3 separate regions of the Pan troglodytes genome follow, and all the other regions are linked to region 3. Evidence: chromatin contacts called from public Hi-C data. All regions are on one chromosome and are shown on one strand. The core of a region is the stretch at or near the end of the contact, and the rest is flanking DNA. Distances in the headings are between cores, read along the strand shown. Region 1 overlaps FGGY (FGGY carbohydrate kinase domain containing). Region 2 overlaps FGGY (FGGY carbohydrate kinase domain containing). Region 3 holds the start of FGGY (FGGY carbohydrate kinase domain containing).

Region 1 (2,700 bases), core at 37-2,536, 400 kb before region 3:
CACATGCAGTCATCACTTCTCTGCAATCAACGCGGGACATGCCTGTTACAAAGGCAAGAACAGCAGGCAAACTGTTGCAAATAAGAACAAGAATTAAACATGTTAATAAATACGATGCTGTTTTATTAATAACTTTAAAAATCTGCTAGAATACTGTATGTTACTCCAAGTTCAGCTAGTTCGTTATTTTTATAAAAACCTCTTTTTATTTACCTCCTTTTTTTGTTTGCATATTGGAAGCCTGGTAAATAGAACTGGAAACCTACCTCGCCCAGGGTACCATGTGCCTTCTTTCTCCATCAGCCCCAATGACCCACAAATACTTTTTCTATCCATGGCAAAAGAGCAGAGGGATTGTTTTTGAGATTTTAGCAGCCCATGCAATGTTCTCTACAGCCCCTAGGTGTCACTATTGCAAAACTAACAGAAGCCCGAACCGTCAAAAAGAAAAAGTACATTTAATATGAAACACTTTCAATAACTATGCAAAAGACAGACATCATTTAATACAGAAGCTACAAACAATTTAGTATCTCTAATTGAATTTTTAATTTCCTTTTAAACTCAAAGGCTCACCCCAAGAAGAAGAAAAATATCATTTTTTAGCCAGAAAAAAAATCTCAGAACTGTTCTTTCTCCTAACATTTACACTGAGGGACTCAGCTGAAGCTCACGATACTAAAAGTTTGTGGTATAATTTGTTTTATAATCAAGATTGGTTTGATAGTACAAAAGCTTTCAGAATAAAAATGTAAGACAGTAAATGAGAGCTGGCTGGAAGGAAAAATGTAGCTATGTTAGTTTGATATTCAACCAAAAGCTATAATCTTATTAAACATATTTAAACATGGTTTTCATTTAGATTTGGCAGCTTGATTAATGGGGATGTATTAAATAATACCTGGCTGCTAGGAGCATATTTAGGAATCAGTGCCACATAAAACATACGACATGTACAATTCAGTTTCATTATTATTTAAGGTTCTCTGTTCTCTTGGCTGTGGGCACACACATATTAAAAATTAAGTACACGCGCTCAATGTATGCGCTGCGCTTTTAAAGGGCTTTCTCCTTAAACAGAAACATAAAATGGAAAATGAACTCAACTCTGGTGAAAGGTAATGGATTCATCCCTCTGGGGGCAGCTGTCCTGTTTATCAAAAGAAAGGGGAGAGGTGGGTCAGAAGCAAGAAAAAAAAAATTCCCAAGTGGTCAGCAAAGAGAGACGCCCAACTTCAGAGGGGAGCTGAAATCAGTTTCTACACCCAGGCTTCTTTCTTTGTCACAGTTGAGAGGTCGAATGAATGGTATGTTTAACCATGAGGCCATGGGGGAATTGAGATGCTGATTCCCAGAGCATTATAGAAACACTTTGGTAATGGGGGTGTGGGGGTTGGAGGGGAGTGTGAAGAAGCATCTGTAGTTTTTCTGGGCATAATGCTAGGTACTGACCAAGGGGTGGGAACTGCGGGGTGGGCGTGGTTCTGACTAGCTGGGAAGATAGAAAAGTATGAAGTAAAGGACCAAGTACCATAATAGAGTTCTACTCAGTGTTTTTGATGAGAAAAAAATGATACATATGACATGCAGAACCTTATCAATAAATTATCTTTCTCTCCTTTCAAATGACATGAGGTTCTCTAATAATCTTTGGGCTGGAACAAGACATCTCAGAGAGGCCAAAATGTCATATATCACATTACATTTCTAAACAACCCAATGGGACAGGGAAAAGTACTATTAATATTTTAACTTTGGAAACTATGTTTAAATCCAGAAAAAATACAGAAAGCATCTCATCAATCAGAAGGAAAAAAAAGGCATGCTTTTTTGATAAAAGTATTATTATCTCTATGTACAGATTACAGAACTGAGGCTCAGAGAGTTCAATCACGTTACCCAAGATCACATATTTAGTAAGTTTCAGAGGTAGGACTGGAACCCAAGCTTGTCTTATTTGAAAACCCACTTTTAAAATCTTCAACTCTCATTGCTTCTCTGATTGACTGAAGCCTTGGGCAGAAGAAACAAAGAAAATAGGGGGTGATGTGGAGGGGCACAGCATGCAATTCTGTTTACCTCTTGTGTCACCTACTTGCAAAAGACTGGAAGAAGAGAGTCTGATTTCTTCTCAAATACTGCTTCCCATTGCTGCTATCATCCACAACTGAGCTATCTATTTCCCCCACTGGAAAGAAGTCACAAAAATGTTAAGCACGCCAAAGTCTTCACAGCGACGATGGTTATAATCAGCAGACCACAGAGAACAAGCTATGTTGCATTAAGAATACAACCAAGAAGGAAGGAAATTCTGATACGTGCTACAGCATGGATAAACCTCGAGAACATTATGCTAAATGCAATTAGCCAGTCAACAAAAGACAAATGCTGTATGATTCCACTTATATGAGGTATCTAGAGAGTAGTTAAATTCACAGAGACAGAAAGTAGAATGGTGGTTGCTAGGGGTTGGGGGAGGGGGCAATGCAGAGTTATTGTTTAACGGGTAAAGTTTCAGTTTTGCAAGATGAAAAGAGTTCCGGAGATGGATGGTGGTGATGGTTGCACAATAATGTGAATGAACTTAATACCACCAAACTGTACACTTAAAAATGGTTAAGATGATAAATTTTATATTATGTGTATTACAAACAAACAAACAAAAGAATACAACCAGAACCACCTCCTCCAATGGTGATT
Region 2 (2,700 bases), core at 89-2,588, 460 kb before region 3:
CTATGAGCATCCAAATTTATTAGTTGTAGAATTATTTTAGGAACAATTTGCTCCTACTAATGATGCTCTGTGACAATATAACGGTAAGGAATTCTTTCACTACATGAGATAGATTTCTTGACTTTAGAATCTCAAAATTGCTAGAAGGGAGCTAAGGTGAGCACCCCTTCACACACACTTGATTTACAATGTTAATACTGACAACTTTGCCACAACTTTGTGCACTGGCCTTATTCTTTACATAGGTGGAATCATGCAGTATTTGTCTTTTTGTGGTTATCTTATTTCACTTAGAATAATATCCTCAAGGTTCACTGATGTGTGGCATGTCAGAAATTGCTTCTTTCTAAGGCTGAATAATACTCCATTGTATGCACATATCATTCTTCATTTATATGTTCATCTACTAATGAACACTTAGGTTGCTCTCATGATTTTCGCTATCATGAATAATGTTGCTGTGAACATGAATGTAGAAATATCTCTTCCATACCCTACTTTCAGTTCTTTTGGGTATATACTCAGAAATACAATTCCTGAATCACATGTTAATTCTATTCTTAATTTCTTGAAGAATGGCCATAGTGTTTTCTGCAGCAGCGATACTATGTTACATTCTCACCAACTATGCACAGAGCTTCCAATTTCTCCACATCCTTGCCAACATTTGTTGTTTTCTGTTTTAAAATAGTAGCATCCTAATGTGTGAGGTGGTACCTCACGGTAGTTTTGATTTTCCTAATAGTGCTGTTGAATACCCTATCACGTGCTTACTGGTCATTTATAAATCTTCTTTGGGGAAATATCCATTCAAGTCCTTTGCCCACTTTTGAATTGGGTTGTTTTTGCTTTTTTGTTGTTGTTGAGTTTTAGGAGTTCTTTATACATTTATATATTCTGGATATCAATCCCTTACTGGATGTATGATAAGCAAATGTTTTCTCTCATTCTGTGAGTTGCCTTTTTACTCTGTTGATAGTGTCTTTCAATGCACCAAATTTTTCAAAGCACGTTTAAGTGACTCTTCCAGAGCCACATATAAATTTGGACTGGGCATAATAATGGAATTTGGGGTCATCCTAAACATTTACTTATTAAACTATAGTCACTAAATTACACTCTCCGTGACTGTGAATTTTAAAATCAGCTGAATCCCCTCTCTTCAAAATGTGCCTCAACTCAGTCCCTGCTTCTGTGTGGCAGAGGCCTAAGTAAATGTCGTCCCACATCGTTAACAGTGTGATCTATTAGGCAATGAGATGAGGTTGGCTCAGAAGGAAAATGGCTTCTCCCGTCTCCTTGCAAATCTCTGGGTTGCCTGCAGATGGTGCTAAAGCACCGTGTGTGCCGCCTCCTTCGCAGAGAACAGCTGCCAGCTGCCAGCTCCCAGCAAGCAGCGGAGGACTCTCTGAACACGTGGGGTTTACGGAAAGAACTGAAAAACTTCCCTGAAAAGTCTTGGGAGGGTCAGGGAAGAGATGGAGAAAGACAATCTTTCTAATTTCACAAAAAGAGGGATGCTCCAGCTGCCTCCAGGGAACAGAAACAGGGACAGCAGCCCATAGCTCCTACTGCCAGTGGGAACTCAGATCTCTCCACCTTCCTGCATGGAGCTCCCCTACGCAATGCCTGTACCTTCCACTCTGGCCTTTAGAGAAGGGTTTATATTTGGAGGGTTAGCAGCCTGACTCTATGTGAAGTTAAAGGAAATGAAAAGAAAGTGGATTGCTTTTCCATGAACATTTCCAATTCTGTTAAATACTGATCCTGCTTCAGTGGGATCTGCACATTTGCCTGTTCATCATGTTAAGTGGAATTTGCTTTTAGGTCTTAACCTCGAATACTTTCCTAAAATTATAAAAGCACTTCCACAACAGCCCCTTCATCTTCAAAATCACTACCAGCAAATTAATAGAGGTCTTTTACATCTCTAGCCTGGATTCTTGAAAAAGCCTTTTATCTGGACCCTTTATTTCTACCCTGAGCCCCCTGTAATGGATCCTTTAAGAGGGATTTTTCTGATCTGCATCTGACCAGATCTCACCACTGCTTAGAATTCAGCATCTCTATTCTGCCTTAGGATGAGGTTGGAGGTCTTCGGCATGGCCTCCAAGGTATTTATGAGCTGACCTCCCCCTACCCAATTCTATCCTTCCCTAGTCCCACTTCCTGCCATTCCCCATCTCATACTTTGTGTTTCTGGATTATGAGTTGTTTATAGTAACCTGAATGTACTATGCTGCTCCCACTTTTATAACTGTACATGTTATTCCTTCTACTATGAATGTTCTTTCTTGCCTTGGCCTGTCTACCAATTTCTTACAAGTGCTTAAAGTTAGCTTGGACATAACCTCCTCCCAAAAGCATTCTCTCATCTCTACAGGCTCCCATCTCTTTCTTCCTTGGGCAACTTTGTCACCTGGCAATACTTCAATTGTGGAACTTATCCCGTTGTTCTAAAATAATCTTATGTGCCTAAATTAAATTGTGTTTTATTCCCCTGTAACACCTGCCTGGAGCCCAGCATAATGCCTTGAATATAGCAGGAATTCAGTAAACTAATATTTTGTTGAATTGGGATTAAAATACTGCCCAACGTCATTTTTTAGCCTTTGATGCCAAGTGATACAAAGAGTAAAAGAATGAGCAGATGCTACTGGGTCCTTTGATGGAGATATAAGAGATCCCTACTTTAGAACA
Region 3 (2,700 bases), core at 185-2,684:
CAGGCTCCCAACCTCCCTCCCCCTCAAAATTGATCTCCAGGCCCAGCTGACCCCCTGTGATCTGTTCCCCCAATCATCCTTAATAACAGTGCTCTGGGCCTCCCACTAGGAGGTCCTCCAAGAGCCAGGCCAGTGGCCATCAGGTCAAGAGCCAAGCATGAGGGCCCCATTAACAGGAGACTCCCAGAAGACCAAGCGGCAGTCATCTGGCTGGAAAATCCAGCAAGCAAGTTAAAAAGGAAAAAAATCAGGACATACACGTGGTGGATCATAGAAAAAAAAGAGGAAAAGCAAGCAAAAACTATACAAAGCAAAACTCTACCATTTAAATAACAGCCACAAAATAAAAGACTTTCCCTTCTTTCATTCTGATTTACAAGTCAAAAGAATAAGCACCTCACCCCTCCTGGTCTCATACTTTAAAATTTAACCTAAGGATTAACTGCTTTTCAGACTTTGGTCATGTCATGACTGACTCTTCAGGGAAGAAATTTGTGTTAAGACACAGAAGTGCTTTAGTGGAAAACAGCCCATGATGAGGGAAATTCACCATTTTGCACCTTGTCAATTTTTTTTTTTTTTTTCTGAGACGCTCTGTCCCCCAGGCTGGAGTGCAGTGGCGCGATCTCAGCTCACTGCAAGCTCCGCCTCCTGGGTTCACGCTATTCTCCTGCCTCAGCCTCCCGAGAAGCTGGGACTGCAGGCGCCCGCCACCACGCCCGCCTAATTTTTTGTATTTTTAGTAGAGACGGGGGTTTCACCGTGTTAGCCTGGATGGTCTCGATCTCCTGACCTCGTGATCCACCCGCCTTGGCCTCCCAAAGTGCTGGGATTACAGGCGTGAGCCACCGCGCCCGGCCCCTTGTCAATCTTTAAATAAAAAGGAAACGGCTAAAAATGAAAAGATACCCCTAGGCCTTTCTACTCAGGATAACTGTAACCAAACAGCATTATCTCATCTAAACTCAGCTGTGCCTCAAACATTATCACAAGTGCTGGAAGCGTTTAAATCTACAAGCAACACTAGCCTAAAAATGCCTTCGGTAGCCAGACGTGAATTAAAGGCTCCTCAAATGCCAGGAAAATGTCCTACAAGGGTAAGGGGAGGAGAGAAAGAGTACTGAATACATATAAGTGGGCACTGATCGGAGAGGAAGCAGCACGGGTTCCAGACACCTAACAGGCAGCCTTGGGGATGCAGTCAAGGCCGACCCTTCCCTTCCCTTCCCTTAAGTGGCCGGACGCCTCACCCAGAAGAGGACACAGGGGACTCAACAACGTCTCGGGAACAACGGCCCGGCGGGTGTGAGACTAAGCGGCCAGGAGGAGGAAGGGGAGGAGGAGGCAGGGGAGGAGGAGGCAACGACTGCGGGAAAGGGGAAGGAAGGGCCGGGCCGGGTTGGAGAAGCCTCTTTCTGGGCGTGCGCGCTAAGAGCCTGCGCACCAGCAAAAGCCCCAGCGCCCACGTGGGACTGAGAGGAGGGTCACTTACAGTACTTGTCCAATCTGAAATTACATTTTAGCTAGACGGATTCTGCACGTAGCCGCGCCGAACCCCACGGCGCCTGAGCAGGGCGGTCCCGGGGCGGCTACAGCCCCGCCTCGCGCGCGATCCCGCCCCCGCCGGCGCGGCCCCTGTAAAGCGCGGCCCCTGTAAAGCGCGGCCTGATTGGCCCTTTGAACCGGGCGTGGGATTGGCCGTCGCCTGCCCACCCCGCGGCTGCAGCGTTCCCTGGGGCCTAGCCAACCGCGGGCAGGGCTGGGCAAGGCGGGAGGAGCGCGGACCCAAGATCGGCTACGCTGCGTCTGCTCAGGCTGCGAGTTCCCGGCTCTGGGGACTCACCTTGCGGAGCTTACCCAGGCGGACTGTCCGCAGCCCCGGATGGGTGTGTGTGTCAGACCGTTTACTAAACACCAGGACTGTTGTAGGCGGCTGTAAGAAATAAGAATATTGCATGGTTACAATTCTTGAATGCTTACCTTGTGTCTTGTTCCTTACTCTACAGAAATTTTCTAATCCCGTGGCGAACCCCCGTACTTCAACGTATGACATTCTGTAAATCTACAAAACAGATGGGTCCCTGCCTTTGAGAAGTTTTTACAATTTAGTGGGTACTGGACACGGACCTAATTTATTTCTCACATGCCTTCCCTTTCTAATAAGCTGCATGTTATGTATCCCTATTCTACAGATGTGGGGAATCCGAAATTTTTCGCTTTTACTGGGACACACAGCTAGCAAGCAACTAAAGCGAGAATTCCAACCTGAGCTCCAATCCGAACTATTTTCATAAATGGCAGGATCCCAGGCTGAGGGAGTTCGAGGTTTGGGAGACAGTTTAGCAGTCGCTGAGTCCAAACATGTTGTTTTCCTAGAAAAGAAAACTGAGATCCAGGAAAGGGAAGTGATTTTCCAAAGACACACCTGTGAAAGGTAATAATTTCACTGAACTGATCTTAAGTGGCAGGTGCACTAAGATTGTCTGCTATCTTCACAACAACCCCGAAGTAAATAAGTGTTCTTATCTTGGCCTTACAGGTGAGGAGAACAGCCCAGTGAGGCTGAGGCCACACAATTAGCCCCAGTCTTTGCACTACAACTCTACCAGGGATCCTGGTTTGGCTCATTTTCTTTCTTCTGCACCATGATTGTTCACCTTTTCATTACCAGCAACATACCCAAAGACCTAGCTATAGACT

What was found. Hi-C and Micro-C count contacts between places; a contact is called where the count stands out from the background.
Region 1: a contact with region 3 is called in a Hi-C map of stem cell-derived neural progenitor cells, with 6 times the contacts expected there. The contact joins the enhancer-like site here to the promoter of FGGY in region 3. A contact is called at or near these places in 2 of 7 Hi-C or Micro-C datasets (induced pluripotent stem cells and stem cell-derived neural progenitor cells) and 1 of 1 datasets of contacts at active chromatin or transcription factors (stem cell-derived excitatory neurons).
Region 2: a contact with region 3 is called in a Hi-C map of stem cell-derived neural progenitor cells, with 2.3 times the contacts expected there. The contact joins the enhancer-like site here to the promoter of FGGY in region 3. A contact is called at or near these places in 1 of 7 Hi-C or Micro-C datasets (stem cell-derived neural progenitor cells) and 1 of 1 datasets of contacts at active chromatin or transcription factors (stem cell-derived excitatory neurons).

Annotation. Positions count from the first base shown.
Region 1 is chr1:171,298,840-171,301,539 of NHGRI_mPanTro3-v2.0_pri, forward strand. All of the region lies in intron 14 of FGGY (FGGY carbohydrate kinase domain containing), which reads right to left. Among named protein-coding and RNA genes, the nearest start is that of HOOK1, 110 kb to the left of the region's middle. Within about 2 kb of position 1,287, at least 3 of the 24 cell types and tissues checked have an H3K27ac peak or open chromatin away from gene starts, as enhancers often do. A contact at or near this core is called in induced pluripotent stem cells and stem cell-derived neural progenitor cells, where this site is marked.
Region 2 is chr1:171,237,698-171,240,397 of NHGRI_mPanTro3-v2.0_pri, forward strand. All of the region lies in intron 15 of FGGY (FGGY carbohydrate kinase domain containing), which reads right to left. Among named protein-coding and RNA genes, the nearest start is that of HOOK1, 54 kb to the left of the region's middle. Within about 2 kb of position 1,339, at least 7 of the 24 cell types and tissues checked have an H3K27ac peak or open chromatin away from gene starts, as enhancers often do. A contact at or near this core is called in stem cell-derived neural progenitor cells, where this site is marked.
Region 3 is chr1:171,696,335-171,699,034 of NHGRI_mPanTro3-v2.0_pri, forward strand. It overlaps FGGY (FGGY carbohydrate kinase domain containing), which reads right to left and starts at 1,435. Exons shown (of 19, transcript XR_002938170.3): 1 at 1,251-1,435. LOC107966858 (a long non-coding RNA gene) reads left to right here and starts at 1,628. Exons shown (of 3, transcript XR_008547684.2): 1 at 1,628-1,935; 2 at 2,377-2,700.